Regions from separate parts of the Mus musculus genome. Here all the other regions are linked to region 1. A link is a contact called in public HiChIP or PLAC-seq and promoter capture Hi-C data. All regions are on one chromosome and are shown on one strand. The core of a region is the stretch at or near the end of the contact, and the rest is flanking DNA. Distances in the headings are between cores, read along the strand shown.

Region 1 (2,700 bases), core at 109-2,608:
TGGGCAGGTGGATTTGGAGGACTGCCCACACACTTTCCATGAAGCACCAGGTGGGTGTCTGGCTGTGGACCCAGCCCGCGGAGGGTGGACAAGGGGCAGTCCTTGGTCTTTGGGCCTCACAGAAGCCAGAGATAATAGGTTCTCAGTCCCGGGCATCCCAGACAGTGATGGACACAGCAGAAGAGCTGAGAACAAAATGGGGACCCTGGGGGAGGCTTGGCCAGCCCTGGGGCTGAAGGGAGGAGAGGGCAGGGAGAGAGGGGATGTTGGGTGCTCCTCACGCTGGCGAGAGTCCTTGGTCCAGAGCGCAGGCAGGCCTTCCAGCGGGAGGTTAGATGCTGCTCCTTAGGGGAAAAGCCTATCCCATCATTCAAGCATGGCAGGCTTTGATGAGCAGAGACAGTCTATGGCTTTAGAGCTTTATTGTAGAAAGACAGGAAGAAAGAGAGAAGGTAGAAAGAAAGAGAGGGGCGGGCCATGACCACGTGGAGAGAGGGGGGAAGGGAGAGAGAGATAAGGAGGGCTAGTGATGAGAGTAAGAAAGGTGAGAGTTTAAAGAGAGAGAGGAGGGGCCAAGCGGCCCCTTTCCTTTTATAGTGGGCTGGGCTACCTTGCTTTTGCAGGATAGCTGTGGGGAGGAGCATACCTGGCTATAGTCAGGTAACTGTGTGGGTGGAGTCTAGCCAGAATGCCAGAAGCTCAGGACATTGTCTGCGTGACTTATAGTCACCGAATTATGGAGTTGGTGGCTCTGTGGTGTCAGGCACCTGTCTCTGGGAACGTGGTTCACTGTTCTGTCCCTTGTAGAGTGTCCTACTGGGTCTCTACTGGGTCACCAGAGCAAGCCTCATTCAACCAAAACAGGCTGTCTTTCACGGTCCCACACTGTTCCCCCCTCCCCTTCTGGTATATAACATTGAGGCAATTAGTATTTTGTTTGCTCTTTTAAACAGAGACCCAGTGATAATGATTCACCCCCCTGGAAGGTTTGCTTCCGGTATGTGTGGGCCTCAGTGGCTGGGTAGCCCAGAAAGTACACATCATGAATCATCTACAGACGGCTATGCTGCCCTTGGTTTACAAATACTAGATATACCACAGGTTCTGCTCCCTGACCTCGAAAAATCTGGCTAGGTGTGGGGCAGGGATAGAGGTGGTAAAGATATGGTATAGAGACATGCTAGTAAAGATACAGTTTACTAGGTGGGTATATTGTGCAGGAAGAAAGTGTAATCAGAGTAGAAAGGGGTTGGGTAGCCAGGGCAAGTGAGAATTAATATGGCAGGTAGCTGAGCTGCAGCATAGGGAATTAGTTAACTGAACACCCAAAGAAAGCAAGAGAATCAGACACAGAGATTAGCGAAGGGATCAAAGAGCAAGTTCAAAGTTCATACCTGACCTGCTCATGGAATAGCAAACACTGAGGATATCTAAGAGGGGCCCACAGCAGGGAGGAAAGGAAACTGGAACCTATGAATTCTTGGAGGACTGTAGGCAGGGAGCAGCCCGACATAGAAACTGTAAGGGGATGACTCCGGCTTCTGCTTCACTTCGAGCAGACTGCAGCGGGCAGGTCTGGAAACAGAAAGGTCCATTCGAGATGTTAGTTGGTTCATGTAGAGGGTTTGTTTGCTGTCTCTGGATGAGAGAAATGGTGACTGCAAGCAGTTATACTATGGGTGTGTTTGGAAGGAGGCATCAGTAGGATTTGCTGGTGGAGGAAAGGCCGGCAGGAGTGTGGGACAGTTATAGGCATTCTGGCCTGAGGGATGAGAGGAAGGGGACTGTGGTAAAACTGCATGGAAATGATGTTGGAAGAGTAGGTGTAGAGGAAAGACCAGGACATCCACTGGGGATTGCTAAATGTGATCTTCCTACTAGATGGTTAAGGGCAAAGGCCATTTGGAACATATCAAGAGTTGAGGGGTAGGCTGGCTGGAGATCCAAGAGTGAGTCAGCTAATGATGCCAGAAATAATCATTTCTGTGCCAAGAAATGATTATTGAGTAGTCAAATTGCCTGCGTAGAAAAAGGTGGGTGCCTTTGAGGCAGAAGGTTTATGATGGAAGCAGTTTGGACTGCCTGGAGACTAGTGTGGTAGATGATGGAGGTAGGAGCCAGGTCCTTTATGGCTTTTGATACTGTGAAAGAGACTTTGGGTTTCATCTGAGAGCAACAGGGAGAATTCCAGAAGGGTCTTTAGCATGGATGTGATTACACTCACACTTTAGGAAGATCACAGGGAGGAGAGGAGAGGAGGCAGAAGACCAGGCCTCATGGCAACTTTCCTTGAGTTCACAGTGTAGGAAGTATCTCACATCTGGGTTTAACATACAAATGTGTTCCCTTCACTCTTCTGAGAGGAGAGTGTCAGACCTGAGCAGCACAAATCTGAGGATTAAGAAAAGCAACGGGGGGGGGGGGGGGGCTCTGGAGAGATGGCTCAGTGGTTTAGAGCACTGATTGCTATTCCAGAGCTCCTGAGTTCAATTCCCAGCAGGCACATGATGGTGGCTCACAACCATCTGTAATGGGATCTGACGCCCTCTTCTGGTGTGTATGAAGACAGCTACAGTGTACTCATATACATAAAATAAATCTTTTTTTTTTTTTTTAAAGAAAGAAAAGAAAGGCAGCTGAGGAGGATTACAGCTGCAGATGGGAGAATGAGTGCTTAGCAGGGAGCTGTAAGGAATGTCT
Region 2 (2,700 bases), core at 97-2,596, 340 kb after region 1:
CAAACCCAAAAAACAAAAAACCTTCCAACATTTATTCATGCTTGCCTGGGTGACCTATTATGTGTTAATTTAGGGTTTTATTGTTGCTTGTTTGTTTTGTTTCTATAGTATATAGGTCTAGGAGGAGATGAGATTTTTGGTATAAGAAGGGAGGCAGGAGAGGTGATAGCATTCATTAGTGGAGGGGACAGAGGAAGGAAGGGAGGAAGGGAGGGAGTGGGGCAGGGAGCTCTTCCAAGCCTGAGGGCTGGGGGCACAGGGAAGAGTGTGGTGTGGCTTCATTCCAGATGCTGGACGATTGGCTGCCTCCCTACCCACCATACTGTTATAACCCCCATGTTCAAAACTCCCTGGCTTGGCTTCTGAGTTTCCAGATAGGTTTGACCCAATAGACATTTCAAAGAGCAGAATAATCCACCCTGTCCCCTGCTCTGCACCCACAGGTCTTGGCAAGAGCTAAGGCAGGGTCTCAATAATTCCCACAGACGCAGAGAAGCTTGGGAAGCAGGGTCCAGGCATTGATGAGCATGTCTGAACTCAGTCTCCAGCCTATAATTAGTAGTATAATCCTAAGTCACATGACCTTGGAGTCTCAGTTGTTCTCAGCCTGATGAAGACAGAGGACCCAAGTTACTGTGTTATTATCAGAATTAGATACATTATTGTCATATAGCAAATTATTCATGCTGAGCAGGGGGTAGCGGGCATGAACCCCCAGAACCCAGCAAAACATGCCCTTTAATTACTCAAGCATTTACCCAAACCCAAATATCAAAAAAAGAAAATGTTGCTCATTACCACTAATACATCGCTATAAACTCATCAGAATAACCAGTACCAAATCACCTTGAGCATAGGGGTCCTTAGAAGATGGAGAAACAGCATCTCTGGTTTTGTAAGCCAGCTGCAACTGTGATATGATGAATTTGTGTTTCTTTGTAGGCACCAGTGGAGATCTCAGCACATCCCAGGATCGAGTTCTGGAGGGTATGTATGAAAAGGGGAGACTGTTAGCAAAAGCCACGTTCATCCCTGGGATGAAGAGTTAATTTTTAGTAACCGACATACTACAGGGGAGAAATGGTTCTTTGTTCTGTTTTGTTTTATTGTTCTGACTATACTGTACTGAGTCGAAATTTTAAACCCACAAGTGCTCTTAACTCTAATGCTCTGACTACTAATTACTATTGTAGCAAATACTCAGAGAGCCAAGTGCCAGGCACTGACCTAAGTGTTCCCATTTGACTCATTCAGTCATCAAAACAATGCTGAGAGCTGTGACATTCCTAGCTGTATTTCACAAACAAGGAACCAGGACATGCAGAAGCTGAAAAACCAGCCTTTAGGCAAACAGCTAACTAAGGAAAAGAGCTGGCTCTCAGACAGAGCCATTGGCTCCTGTGGACAACCCGCCCTTATTAGACATCACTCCTCCCGTCCATTTGAACTTAGAACACAGAGTCAAATTTTCCTGTCTTCATGGAAAGAGTATGAAGTTTTCTTTTTCTCATTAAACAACTTATTTGCAGGGACCAGATGACTCGGTGGTTAAGAGCACTGACTGCTCTTCCAGAAGACACACGTTAATTTTCCAGCAACCACATGGCAGCTCACATGGCTGTAACTCAAGTCCCAGGGGATCCAACACCCTCTTCTGGCCCAACGTGAATGAGGTACACAGACATACACATAGGCAAAACAGTCATATGCATTATAAATAAACTTTAAAAAATTATGGAATGTTTTGTCCTAGTTTTATTTCAAAGTTTCTATTTCTGGACAAAACATCATGACCAAGAAGCAAGTTGGCGAGGAAGGGGTTTATTCAGCTTACACTTCCACACTGCTGTTATCACCAAAGGATGTCAGGACTGGAACTCAAGCAGGTCAGAAAGCAGGAGCTGATGCAGAGGCCATGGAGGGATATTCCTGACTGGCTTGCTTCCCCTGGCTTGCTCAGTTTGCTTTCTTATAGAACCCAAGACTACCAGCCCAGAGATGGTCCCACCCACAAAGGGGCCTTTCCCCCTTGATCACTAATTGAAAAAATGCCCTACAGCTGGATCTCATGGAGGCACTTCCCCAACTAAAGCTCCTTTCACTGTAATAACTCCCGCCTGTGTCAAGTTGACATACAAAACCGGCCAGTACAGGTTAGATCAAACAATATAGAGATCTATGACTGACAGCTTGCTAAGTACCACAGAGCTGAAACAACTGTGCTCTTGGTTCGTGAGCTTGGCTTTGCCTGGCAAAGCCTAAGTAGAAAGTTATACAAAGGCCATTGGTCAAAGCAGCAGAAAATTAAAAGATGAGACAATGGCCCATTGGAGGGCCAGGAGAGGGGCACTCTGAAGGCAGGGATGTATGAAAGAGACAAGTTAGGGGGTGTTCTGGCATCCCACGAGCTGCTTGATGCTCATGGTTCCTCTGCATTCCACCGTTAGGTCAGCCCCACGCCGGTCAATGCCATTTCCTCCACCTCAGCAGCTTAGTCTCACACTCAACTTGCAGAAATCACGTCTGATCACCTCACGTGTGTTTCGCACAGAAGTGTTTCTTCCCTGGTTCTTCTCAGAGCTGTCATTATATCTGCAGCCCTGTAGCCCGTGGCTTCCTAGAATCTAGACAACTCAGCTTAGAAGAATGGGGGCACCAGAACACATGTTTTTGAGTGTGGTACCTAAGGTACTAACACGT
Region 3 (2,700 bases), core at 113-2,612, 380 kb after region 1:
TGCAAAACAAAGTGTGTCCAGTCAGTAGATAGATGAGGGTGTGGGCGTGTTTGGTAATTGCACAGCACTGCCAAGATCAACAGTTCGCGTGCACAATTATTCATTAATCTAAATACATGTAGAACAGAAGCGCTCGGTACCAGGACTGAAAGCCCTATGACCAGTGCTGCATTCCTGATAAAATCGCCAGCATTAGTTTGACCTCTAAGGCGAGACCTCTGAGGGAAACTGTTGAACGAATAAATGGATGGAGCCCCCATCCAAAGACCTTCCTGTTTCTGCTGATAGAAACTGTATCTCTTTCATATTTCTTTCATAGTTACTACCTAGCTTCTACTAACTCACCAGGGTAGGTGGATCACTCCCAGAAGGGTACCACTCAGATGGAGCAGGGACTTCATCCCAATCCCTGGTTCTTCAAGAACCAGACAAGCAGAGTGAGTGCCCGAGGAGATTTGAGGTGGAAGACCACAGGGGGAGTGAGATCTACAGCCAGTAGAGAGTAGGAGTCATTTTAACAGGAACACCAGCTGCTGCTAGTCAGCTAGAACAAGTTAGGATTAAGGCAGAGGGAGGGAGAGAGAGAGAGAGAGAGAGAAAGAGAGAGAGAGAGAGAGAGAGAGAGAGAGAGAGAGAGAGAGAGAGAGAGAGAGAGAAAGAGAGAAAGAGAGAAAGAGAGAAAGAGAGAGAGAGAGATGCAGATTTGTGTTTTCAGCCAAGTGATGCACCACTGTCTGAAGTTCTCCTTCTCACCACCACATGCCTAGGACTCAGCAGGATCAGACTGGTACCTGTATAGAGGAGAAGGCAGGCAGTATTATTTAGTAAGACATAGAGCCCCTTCCCCAATTGCCTTTTGTGATGGACATGACATTGAATTCTGAGATCTCTGTATTTAAAAGAGGGAATGTCTCTGTTCCCACAGACAAGACAAGGTGGCAAAGAGTGTCAGGTGTCAGGGCACCCCTCCCCCAATACACACACACACTTCTGACAGCTCTGGTGTTCACCTGTAGGCTAATCTCTGCCCACAGGCCTGGACCAGGCTTGACAACAGCTCCTCCCTCAGACCGCCCCAGCCCTGCTGGGTGGCGGTTGATGATTCCCTGGCTGTTTGTTCTGCTAGAGGAGACAGAAGACTGCAGTGTGCTGGAATCCTGCCCTGCCCACTCTGCACAGCTGCCTCCCCCAGCACATGGAAGCTGCTGAGCAGACAGAGAATCAAAGATGATTACGGGCTGCTGGAAAACCGTGCGCTTCTGCCTGGCTGCATCTGCCTGCCAAGCTGTTATGTAAGCCACAGACCCGTTCAGGCCTGGAACCAAACAATGCTGCTGACAGCCCTTCTGTGACCTGCTTATCAGCTAAGCTGCCAGAAACCCTGCCTCACCTGGAGCACACCTGCCCCTTGAGAACTTTGCCCATCCTGCGCTGACAAGCCATTTTCATATTTGTTTTGGGGTTTCCCTGTCTCTGCTCCCTTCCAGCACAGACATATGGGTGGGTCAGGGCCAAGAGTTGACTTTGGTCAGATTCCAAGTGACTAAGACATTTAACTCTGGAAAGCTTCGTTTCACAACCCAGGGGTTGTTTTTCAGCCTCCTAAGTGAATAATTCACTTTGGCTGTTTAGACACTAGAGCTGAACTCCTGGAGCCCCCAGATGACCTCCTGCCTGGAGAGGGACTGACCGATCTGCTCTGATAACCAAAAACTTATTTAGGGATCCTAGATATGCCCCACAGCCAAAGGCACCAAATTTGATGCCGAAGAACTTTACTTCCAGCATGTCCATGACTCGGTTAAATTTGTTGGTTTCTCAGCACTTCAGTTTCTTAGGTCTCTCTCTCTCTCTCTCTCTCTCTCTCTCTCTCTCTATTGTAATGCAGATGTCTGCAGTAGGCACACAGGAAAATTCAAGCTGAAATATTAGCTGTGCCCACGTTCTTTAAGCATACGTATTCATGTATGCAAGTATGTACTTGTTTTTGCATAGTGTGGCTTCCCTAGGTTGATAGCCGGTACCTTTCTCTTTCTCTCCACTCTATATATCGAGACAAAGTCTTGCAGTTGAACCCAGAACTCACACATGTAACTACTCTGGCTAGTCACCTTGCTCCAGAGAACCCCTGTCTCCAATTTCTGATCACTGGGATTACAACAGGGGGGTGGCCACCCTCATCCAGACTTTGTGCCGGTTCTGGGAATCCAAACTTCAATCTTCATGCTTGCATGGCAAGAATTTTAAATGCTAAGCCATCCTTTTAGCCTTTATTTTCAGCATTTCCAGAAGTATTGCCATTGCATCTGAAACCAGCTCCCAGTCCCACCAGTGTTGATGGTGTTTATGCAGGACATAGGCATTCAAACCTAGATGACACGGGTTTTCATTACTCTCCTTTTTGCGATCATAACTGGTGGTACCCCAGAGTCTGGGCTCATATGTTGGGACTTGGACCTTGGAGTTGGGTTTAACTCTGATCAGAGGCCATAAGACCTGTGCTGTAGCTTGAACCTCGCTGCATAACTGGACTGTCTTGAGCTCCTTTTTTTCCTGCATCACTTTATAATGCACAGGCTCTAAGGGGTCCCATTCCGACGTTGGCTGATGGCTGACCATATTCACCTTCATCTGTTCCAGCCTGGAAAGGGTGAGTAGGAGAGTCTCCATTGCTGAGAACAGTCTATTAGCTAGGATCTT
Region 4 (2,700 bases), core at 74-2,573, 280 kb before region 1:
GGCAGTGGCAGGCGGATTTGAGTTCGAGGCCAGCCTGGTCTACAGAGTGAGTTCCAGGATAGCTGGAGCTATACAGAGGAAACCCTATCTCGAAAAACCAAAAAAACAAACAAAAACCCCACAACTTCTTTTACAGACCTAGAACTTATCCTCTTGTCGAGAGCCTAGATGGATGCCAAATTTTCCATCATGTCACATCTGCCCTGCTGTTTTGGCTCCAGAAATGCCTCCACTATTACTCGTTTGTTTTTCTACAGCTCCTCTCTCACTTGCCACCACTACCTGATACGTATACACGTATACTCGTATACACACACATATCGGAATAAATCAAATTTTGTTTTATGAGACAAGATTTCTATGTGTAGTAGCCCCGGACTCAAGAGATCGAACAATACCTTCCACCACCAAACCCCAGTGCTGGAATGAAAGGCTAGAGTCATGGCTCCCAATTTTGTGTTTTCATTCTTGCCACCCGGAAACAAATTCTTTCATCTCTTTTCGCACCCTCAGGTCACGTGGCCGGCCCTCCCTTCCTCCAGGAAGGTCTGGCCTTAGGCGTAACTGATCTCTCATTGCCCTTTGGAGCGGATACACTGTGCACCTCAAAGCCAGACTCAGGCTCGTGCACCCCTCAGACTGAGGCGCCCTCCCTTTCGACCGTTATCTACAGCGGGGCTATCCCGTTGCGCGGTGTAATTCCGCCATCACTTACTAAATCATGCATTCATTTTCCTACCACCTGCTCCTCATCCCGCCCCACCCAGCCATGCCCCGTCACCAGTGCGGAGCGGGAGGACCTGCAGCGAAGCCCCGGACCCCAAAGCGGGCACCCCCACGGGGCCCGGGTGTCCCGGATTAGAACCGCGGACGACCCCCCACCACCACGCGCCGGGTGGCGTCGAGCCGCTACCCCTACACGCAACTGATTACAGACACCCGCCGCCCGTCAGGCCGAGTGAGGAAGAGGCCTCCGAGAGCGGCCAGTCTGTGCAAGGAACCCCAGGGCCTAGGGCCACGGGAGCTCCGCTGCGCGAGGCGCCCACGGCCCGTAAATCCGGGTACCCGCCGCGCTGCCCCTCCCCCACACGCTCGCCCGCCCGCGCCTCACAACAAAGCCACGGCTGAGCCGCGGAGGCCGGCGTCGGCCCGCAGCAATGAGCCCGCGTCCGGGGCCGCAACGCCCCCTTTCTTACCCTCCTCCGCTTTTCCGTGCCCGAGAGCACAGCCTTCTTAGGCGAGTTCGCAGCGCCAACCTTCCACGAGAACGGCGAAAGAACACACCTCACCCGCATGGAAGCAGCGGCGAAATGGCTCCGACTGCAGGACCCAGGGGGCGGAGTCGGCGACTCGCGCCTGCGCGGTAGGCCAACTCCGGAGCCAGCACGCCCCGAGGGGGCGGGGCTTGAACCACTTCCGGGCGCCAAACCTGAGGTCGCGCGAGATCTGCTGGCCTAGGCCCATAATTTCCTGTCAGTCGCTAACCAGCTTGGTTTCTGGAAGTTATGTCTCCTTGCCTTTGTCTTTGTAGAGCAAGCTAGCCCACCACTTAACGCAGTCCACTTGCCTCCACCTCTGAAGGCAAAATTTAGAGACATGCCACCATGGATCTCCTTTTTGATAGTTTATCTTACGTAAGGGCAGTGTTACAGGATTAATCCTTTCAGAGTTTATCAGAATAGCCACTTTAAAATATGCCAAAGCAATGTATTTATGGGTGCTGTATGTTAAAATACAAGGACTGAAGTATTTCTGCTTCATCAAAATGCTGCAGGCAGCCGGGCAGTAGTGGCGCATGCCTTTAATCCCAGCACTTGGGAGGCAGAGGCAGGCAGATTTCTGAGTTCGAGGCCAGCCTGGTCTACAAAGTGAGTTCCAGGACAGCCAAGCCTACACAGAGAAACCCTGTCTCGAAAAACCAAAAGAAAAAGAAAAAAGAAAAGAAATAAAATGCTGCAGGCAGTGTGTAGCATGGTGGCACTTGCCTCCAGTCACAGCACCCAGGAAACAGAGACTGACAGACCTCCGTAAGTTCAAAACAGTCTGGTCTATGTTTAAGGAAGGCCAGGGCAACATAATGAGATCCTGTCTAAACAGCAAAGGAACAAAAACCTTAGAAGTTAAAAGCACTTGTTGCTCTTGTGGAAGGCTTGGATTCAGTTCTCAATCACACAGTGGCTCACACACAACCATAACCTCCATTCCAGGGGACCCAGCAGGTACAACCATGGTGCACTGACCTACAGGCCATAAGACATAAAGTAAAATGAATCTAAGACAAGAAAGAGAGCCCTGGCTTATTGGTTTATTGCCAGGGGTGGTGGTATATGCCATTAATCCCATTGTAGTAAAACCCATTACCCCACCAAAAAGAAAACCCTAGCTCAAGACACAACTTCTCCACTTACCTTTTGGCTGGGGAGAGGGACGAGGGACTCTTTTTTTTTTTTTTTTTTTTTTTCCAAGACAGGGTTTCTTTGTGTAGCCCTGGCTATCCTGGATTTGTAAACCAGGCTGTCCTGGGACTCACAGAGATCTGTCTGCCTCTGCCCCACCCCTCACCCCTCAGGCTGGGATTAAAGGCATGCTCCCAATTATCTCAAAATCCTGTGTTTTGTTTAGCTTCAAGTGAGAAGACTCTTGAGTTTAATACTTGTTTTGAGGGGTGTTGTATTTTTGAAGTACTGAAGAGTAACTCAA

What was found. Promoter capture Hi-C pulls out the DNA fragments that hold promoters and counts their contacts. HiChIP or PLAC-seq counts read pairs in DNA pulled down with a chosen protein or histone mark.
Region 2: a contact with region 1 is called in an HNF4G HiChIP or PLAC-seq map of pancreatic cancer cells. The contact joins two enhancer-like sites. A contact is called at or near these places in 1 of 484 Hi-C or Micro-C datasets (embryonic stem cells) and 3 of 115 datasets of contacts at active chromatin or transcription factors (extraembryonic endoderm stem cells, microglia and pancreatic cancer cells).
Region 3: a contact with region 1 is called in an HNF4G HiChIP or PLAC-seq map of pancreatic cancer cells. The contact joins two enhancer-like sites. A contact is called at or near these places in 1 of 115 datasets of contacts at active chromatin or transcription factors (pancreatic cancer cells) and 1 of 9 other capture datasets (embryonic stem cells).
Region 4: a contact with region 1 is called in a promoter capture Hi-C map of liver, with 2.5 times the contacts expected there. The contact joins the promoter of Dhx9 here to the enhancer-like site in region 1. A contact is called at or near these places in 3 of 39 promoter capture datasets (the C10 cell line, hippocampal neurons and liver), 7 of 115 datasets of contacts at active chromatin or transcription factors (bone marrow-derived macrophages, embryonic basal ganglia, embryonic limb bud and 4 more) and 1 of 9 other capture datasets (adipose tissue).

The regions. Positions count from the first base shown.
Region 1 is chr1:153,769,148-153,771,847 of GRCm38.p6, forward strand. No RefSeq gene overlaps it. Among named protein-coding and RNA genes, the nearest start is that of Gm41974, 15 kb to the right of the region's middle. Within about 2 kb of position 1,359, at least 21 of the 459 cell types and tissues checked have an H3K27ac peak or open chromatin away from gene starts, as enhancers often do. A contact at or near this core is called in liver and pancreatic cancer cells, where this site is marked.
Region 2 is chr1:154,111,350-154,114,049 of GRCm38.p6, forward strand. It overlaps Gm46165 (a long non-coding RNA gene), which reads left to right. Exons shown (of 4, transcript XR_001779496.2): 3 at 943-987; 4 at 1,530-1,560. It overlaps LOC108167736 (a long non-coding RNA gene), which reads right to left. Exons shown (of 4, transcript NR_168298.1): 2 at 847-980. Among named protein-coding and RNA genes, the nearest start is that of Gm46165, 49 kb to the left of the region's middle. Within about 2 kb of position 1,347, at least 44 of the 459 cell types and tissues checked have an H3K27ac peak or open chromatin away from gene starts, as enhancers often do. A contact at or near this core is called in pancreatic cancer cells, where this site is marked.
Region 3 is chr1:154,149,164-154,151,863 of GRCm38.p6, forward strand. No RefSeq gene overlaps it. Among named protein-coding and RNA genes, the nearest start is that of Zfp648, 51 kb to the right of the region's middle. Within about 2 kb of position 1,363, at least 171 of the 459 cell types and tissues checked have an H3K27ac peak or open chromatin away from gene starts, as enhancers often do. A contact at or near this core is called in pancreatic cancer cells, where this site is marked.
Region 4 is chr1:153,486,337-153,489,036 of GRCm38.p6, forward strand. It overlaps Dhx9 (DEAH (Asp-Glu-Ala-His) box polypeptide 9), which reads right to left and starts at 1,324. Exons shown (of 28, transcript NM_007842.2): 1 at 1,197-1,324.